2 separate regions of the Mus musculus genome follow, and region 1 is linked to region 2. A link is a contact called in public HiChIP or PLAC-seq data. All regions are on one chromosome and are shown on one strand. The core of a region is the stretch at or near the end of the contact, and the rest is flanking DNA. Distances in the headings are between cores, read along the strand shown.

Region 1 (3,238 bases), core at 402-2,901, 39 kb before region 2:
TTCCCATTCAAAGGCAATATGGTAGACACTTCACTGGAACAAAGTCCACAGAGCTTCACCAAAATTAGTTTCCTATGGAACAGGCTAGACCTGTTGGCTAAGAATTCTGATTGTAGCAAAGCTTCAAGATGTGGGTCAGGGAAGACCTGACAGTAGAGATTCCTTAAAACTACTCTTATGGGGGCTGGAGAGATGGCTCAGAGGTTAAGAGCACTGACTGCTCTTCCAAAGGTCCTGAGTTCAAATCCCAGCTCACAAACATCCGTAATGAGATCTGACGCCCTCTGCTGGTGTATCTGAAGACAGCTACAGTGTACTTAGATATAATAAATAAAAATCTTAAAAAACAAACAAACAAAACCTACTCTTACAAGGTTGGAGTCTCTGAAGGAATAGCTTAGTTCTCTGCTTCCTCACTGGGTGCCAGTGGCTCGGTTTTCTGAAACCCTGGTTATGGCTTTGGGGGATAAGGGGATTCCTCCAGGCTGGAAGCAACTTTTGAAGCCTGGAATCTCTAACTAGGGATCATGAGACAAAACACTACCTCAAAAGACAACAAAAACATTACCTAGGACCCACAGAAATAGGACCCTCCTTACCCACTGCTTTGGTTTTTTGGATGTTCTGTGCAAATCTTCCACCAGAGTCACAATCTCCCTGCTGCTCTTTGGATACCGATGCCAGACCTGTGCCTGGATCTCTGGAGGTAGGATGACCAGAAACTGCTCCATCACCAGGAGCTCCAAAATCTGCTCTTTAGTGTGTAGTTCAGGCTGCAGCCACTGTCTGCAGAGCTGTTGAAGGCAGGAGAGCGCTTCCTGGGGCCCAGACACTTCTTGATAGCAAAAGTGTCTGAAGCCCTGGCGGGAAAGCTCAGGGTCAGGATAGGCTTTTTGCTGAGGGGGGCCACGGTTTTCTTCCAGCTTCATTATTATGTGTCTCTCTTGCTTGTCAGAATCCTCAGTGTGGGTGCTCAAAGTTATCTCCATTCTAGCTGCCATTTTGGGGGCTCTGGGAACAATGTGTCACTCTAATGGTAAACTGATTATGTCTTCTGGGTCCTTGCTCTGGAGAAATCTGAAGGCTAGAAAAATGTTAGGAACGAAGCCTCCCTGGAAGGACTGCAAAGACATAGCTTTCTCATTTGCTAGTCTTTATCCCAGACTCTGAAAACAAAATAGTTCCCGGTCTTTTCGTCAGTTTTTAAGGAGAAAAGTCATAATACCCCAGAAGGGCACTGGAGAGAATATTTTATTTTTGTATCTGGCGAAATTCACAACGCGTTAGGGCCGGTAGAGGAATCCCCAGGGAAAGTTTAAGCTATCATCTTGTGGGTAGCTCGCACCAACTCTCCGGCATCTGGCAGACACCGACCTGATCCAGCACCTCTGAGCGAAGCAGAGCCAAGGCCACAGCGCGACCAATGCGTGGTTAAGGATAGGGAGTGCGGCTCCGCGGCCCAGTCAGCTCGGACACGCAGCTCCACAGCAGTGTTGGGTGTCAGTTCCAGTAGCCACCTGCGACACCACGTTCTGAGGCAGCTCAGAAGCCAGTGCCCGCCTGCAGGTGACCCACCTTGCCAGAGACTGGACACCGGGAACCCTAGAGCACAGTCTAGGGGAGGAGCCGGAGCCCCGCCACGGAGACGCCCACTGGCTCCAAGAGCTACCCACGGGAAGGCCCGCCTCTCCTCTACAGGACTGGGTCTCCAGGACACTGCTAATCTTTTATTGGCTGTTTGATTTATCAATCAGTCGCAGTGCCTCTTGGGAGTCGTAGTTCAGTGGCTAGTCCCGGAGCGTTCGCAATGTACTGCCTAATACCAGATAGTTGGCAGTCACTCGGTTGGCTGAGGGAATTTGGGGCAGCAGAAAGTGCGAGGGGTCCAGCGAGTCCTCCGTATGGGGGGCTTCAGGTCAGGTCTCATATTGGCCGGGAGGGCCTCCCTCTTAGGACATGTCTGTGGTGTACTTGAAACAGGACCCAGGGGTTGGACGAACCCGCTGAAACTCATTCTCCATAGCAGGATCTTAACTTTCTTCGACCTCGCCTCTAGGCTTTTTCCTATTCTTGCGTGGTCTAACCTTCGCAAATGACTCAACGAATGCAAACACGTAGGAAACAAAGTAGTTTGCCCACTGCATGGGCTATCTTCAGAGTCTGAGGTAAAGCCTGACAACCTGGTACCATCTACGATGTGCAATGGTGAGAGATCAGTCTCTGTCTTCACAATCAATGAAGCAATAATTATGTGATGAATGGAACTTACGAGGTCAGTGTGGGGGTCATTAAACCAGGAGAGCATCTATTAGACTTTCTTGAGTTTCACGAAGTACGGGATATGAGAGAAAGTGTAAGGCAACTACAACTTCTCTTACTTGAAGACCAACCTTAACTTTTTCCGTACACATCTTCGTATGCTTGAAGACTTTGGACCCTCTCCCCACATACTAACAGCTTAACATTTCCAAAAATAGTTTCTCCTATGATTTTTGCCTTTCTTTCACAGCTCTCGTTTATTTTAAAATTTATTTATTTAAAGGTGTATGGTGTTTTGCCTGCCTGTCTGTCTGTGTATCACATGTGCCTGCTGCCCATGAAAGCCAGAAGAGAATGTTGGAATCCCCTGAAACTGGAGAGTTGTGAGCTCTGGTGTGGGTGCTGGGAATCAAACCCAGACCCTCTGGAAGAGCAGCCAGTGCTATATACAGTGAACTGCCTCTCCAGCTCCTTTTATTTTTATTCGTTATATATAATCTTTTTGTTGTTCTGAGACTTCTCACAATGTAGCCCAGTGTATAATCCTTCAACCTCTGCTTCCTCAGTGTGGATGAAAGGCATGTGCAAGCATGCTCTAGAAAACTTTCAATTTTTTTCCCTTAAGGCTGGGAGATAGCTCAGTTGATATAGTGCTTGCCAAACAAGCATGTGAAAAATCTGGATGTGATGATGAGCTCTTGTAATTCCCATACTGGGGAGGTGGAGGGAGAGCAGGTGGATCATTGGAACTCCCTGCCCTCCTACACTAGCCTAGGAGCTAATTTCTAGGCCAATGAGAGATCCTGCCTTAAAATAGGAAGATGGAAAAAAGAAAAACACACAAACAAACAAACAAACCCCATGAGGCAGGCCTCTAGAGGCCTTCTAGAGGGTTTGGGTTGTATTCTAAGCACTGTGTCAGGCAGCTCACAATCATATATAACTCCAAATTCAGGGGATCTAACGCCTCTGACCTCCA
Region 2 (3,177 bases), core at 127-2,626:
CGAAAGGATGGACCATCTAGAGACTGCCATATCCAGGGATCCATCCCATAATCAGCTTCTAAACGTTGACACCATTGCATACACTAGCAAGATTTTGCTGAAAAGACCCAGATAGAGCTGTCTCTTGTGAGACTATGCCGGGGCCTAGCAAACACAGAAGTGGATGCTCACAGTCAGCTATTGGATGGATCACAGGGCCCCCAATGGAGGAGCTAGAGAAAGTACCCAAGGAGCTAAAGGGATCTGCAACCCTATAGGTGGAACAACAATATGAACTAACCAGTACCTCGGAGCTCTTGTCTCTAGCTGCATATGTATCAAGAGATGGCCTAGTTGGCCATCACTGGAAAGAGAGGCCCATTGGACTTGCAAACTTTATATGCCCCAGTACAGGAAAACGCCAGGGCCAAAAGGGGGGAGTGGTTGGTTAGGGGAGTGGGTGTGGATGGGTATGGGGGACTTTTGGGATAGCATTGGAAATGTAAATGAGGAAGATACCTAATAAAAATTAAAAAAAATCTCTGTCCAATCTATATGCCCAGCCCTCTAGACAAAGGAAAATTTTTCAAGCTTTTTGACCCAAAGCTTCTGCTATGACTCAAAGCAAGATACCTGCTAGCTGCTTTTTCTATAATGTGGATTTCCATACACATTATAAATAGTGGTAATAATAATATATCTAAAACTTTTATCTCTTCTTGTAAACAGAATATTCATATATGCTTTAGATCCAAGGGAGTCATAGACTTGGGTCTACCTCTTACTGTCAAATAAGTACTGCTTGTGTTCCCTGCCCCGCTGCTTACCTCTGAGCCTGTGGTCTCTCTCTCCCCTGGTCTCTGGACTCCTCCCCTCTCACAAATACCAGGACTATGGGCCTGAAAGGTCCAAATGTATAATTTTCCTTTAAGTTCCTAAACTTAACCTTCTGCTCCTAGTCTAGAGACTGGCAGACACCATCCAGAAACCAGCTACAGACTACAAACTTCCAAATGGCTGTGTGCCCTGGACATACTGAAAGCTGATGTAAACCAGTCCAGCCAATGCGATTGTGCCCTGTCTCCAGCTGGGTCAGCAAACAGATGCTTCTGCTGAACCCCCATTGCTTGATCCCTCTCCCCAGCTTTTGGCTAGCATTCCAGCTTTCTTAGGCCCTGACAGCCACACCTTCATTTCAGTAGGAAGCAGTTATGGAAGAGAGCATGTTGCTTTTATCTTCTACAAAACCCGGTTAGTTATCAATAATTAACACAAAAGGGAAAAATGAAGGGAACAGGGAACCAGGGCAAGAAAACCCTGCCCCTGACTTGACCAAGACTGAGATCATGGCCGAAGGACCTGACTCTGTCTTGACCCAAACACAGCTTGAGACTTGGAAATCCCTGCCCCTATGACTCAGCTTTCATGGCCAAACAATACTTCTGTCTGTGCTGTACTTCTGCCCTGGCTCACTGTGAATGCCTCCCCACCCCTCTACCCCCACAAAATCTTATTCCTCCCACAACCCTCTGCTGTCTCTCTTCCCATTTAGATGTGGTTGCAACCTCGTGATTCTCCTCAACCAATCTCTTGTGTGAGGTTTGTTGTGTGGTGTGACTTTGTGGTACTTCTTGGTTCCTAATCACCAAGACACCTTTGTAAATCTTATGGCTCTGAAGGGGGAAAAGACTTCCCCAAATGAGGCTTTTGCAGCTCTAAGGGAAACGCTTCCCAGATGGAAGTGTTACAGCTCTAAGGGAGAAGGTTTTCCCAATGGAGGTTTTGTAGATCCGAGGGAAAGGTTTCCCCAGTGGAGGTACTGCAGCTCTGAGATGGGAGAATTCCCCAGTTACAGTTCTAAAAGGAAATGTATCCTGGTACATTGGAGCCAAGGAAAGCCACAAGGTCACACCACACAACAACCCTAACACAAGAGATTTTTTGGGAAAGACACAAGGAGATAGCTGCTCCTGCTTGGTCAAGCAGCAGAGAACTGGGGAGAAGATAGGTGTACATGGGGGTTTTCAGGGGAGGAGTGTTTGGGATGAAGATTTCTAGGGTGGGGATTAGTGATATTTCAGCTCCTGAGCTTGGAGCAAGCTCAGGGATTGGTGGGTGGAGTGTTCTGAGTGAAAATGGCCCCCATAGACTCAGAGGAAGTGATATTATTGGAGGTGTGCCCTTTTGGAGGAAGTGTGTCACTGGGGGTAGGCTTTGAGGTTTCAGAAGCTCCAGCCAGGCCTAGTTTGACTCTTTTCCTGCTGTCTTTGGATCCAGATGTAGAAGTCTCAGCCACTTCTCCAGTACCATGATGACATAGACTGCTGTAGGCCTAACCCTGGCATCTGTTGTTTTGCTCTTAAACCTGTGTGTGTGTGTGTGTGTGTGTGTACGCACGCTACTTTGTGTATAAACCTACAAAGTAACAGGTCTCCTTGTGCCTTTTTTTTTAATAGCTCTGAGTTTTTCGTTGGTGCCTACTCCTCCTCTCCTTAATCTTCCTGTTCTCCCTCCCTACCTAAGCCCTTCCACCTTAGCTTTGCCCTTTTCGCTGTTACCCATGTTTTGGTACTGTCCCTAATGTTCTCCCCATAGCTTCTTTCTCCCCCTCACATCTGGGTTGGTTCTAGTTTCTTGGCATCTATACTCCATCACCTTCATGTAGGTGCTATCTATAAAAAGGAGAAGCTAAGCCGGGTATGGTGGCGCACGCCTTTAATCCCAGCACTTGGGAGGCAGAGGCAGGTAGATTTCTGAGTTCGAGGCCAGCCTGATCTTCAGGGTGAGTTCCAGGACAGCCAGGGCTATACAGAGAAACCCTGTCTTGAAAAAACAAAAAAGCAAAACAAAACAAAACAAAAAAAGAAGATAAGATTCACAGGAAAGACAACCTGTGCTGCTTATCTTTCTGAACCTCAGTTACTTTACTGGTACAATATTTCTCAGTTCCATGCATTTTTCTGCATATTGAATTTCAGTTTTTTTCACTCTTGAATAAAATTGCATTGTGAATATGTACTATGTCTATATTATCCATCCTCAGTTGATAGACTTCTAGGCTGATTCTATTTCCTAACTATTGAACAGCAATGACCGCAGATGTGAAGTATCTCTGTTGTAGCTTATGAAGTCCTTTGAGTGTATATCCAGGGATGACATAGCTGAGTCATACAATAGTTATAGTGTTAGTTTTTTGGG

The links. HiChIP or PLAC-seq counts read pairs in DNA pulled down with a chosen protein or histone mark.
Region 1: a contact with region 2 is called in an HNF4G HiChIP or PLAC-seq map of pancreatic cancer cells. The contact joins the promoter of Zfp174 here to the enhancer-like site in region 2. A contact is called at or near these places in 2 of 39 promoter capture datasets (frontonasal cranial neural crest and macrophages), 1 of 15 datasets of contacts at CTCF or cohesin (the NIH/3T3 cell line), 2 of 115 datasets of contacts at active chromatin or transcription factors (embryonic stem cells and pancreatic cancer cells) and 3 of 9 other capture datasets (adipose tissue, liver and pancreatic islet).

What each region holds. Positions count from the first base shown.
Region 1 is chr16:3,845,636-3,848,873 of GRCm38.p6, reverse strand. Zfp174 (zinc finger protein 174) reads right to left here and starts at 1,651. Exons shown (of 3, transcript NM_001081217.1): 1 at 600-1,651. The coding sequence starts at 1,001.
Region 2 is chr16:3,806,355-3,809,531 of GRCm38.p6, reverse strand. No RefSeq gene overlaps it. Among named protein-coding and RNA genes, the nearest start is that of Olfr15, 31 kb to the left of the region's middle. Within about 2 kb of position 1,376, at least 12 of the 459 cell types and tissues checked have an H3K27ac peak or open chromatin away from gene starts, as enhancers often do. A contact at or near this core is called in pancreatic cancer cells, where this site is marked.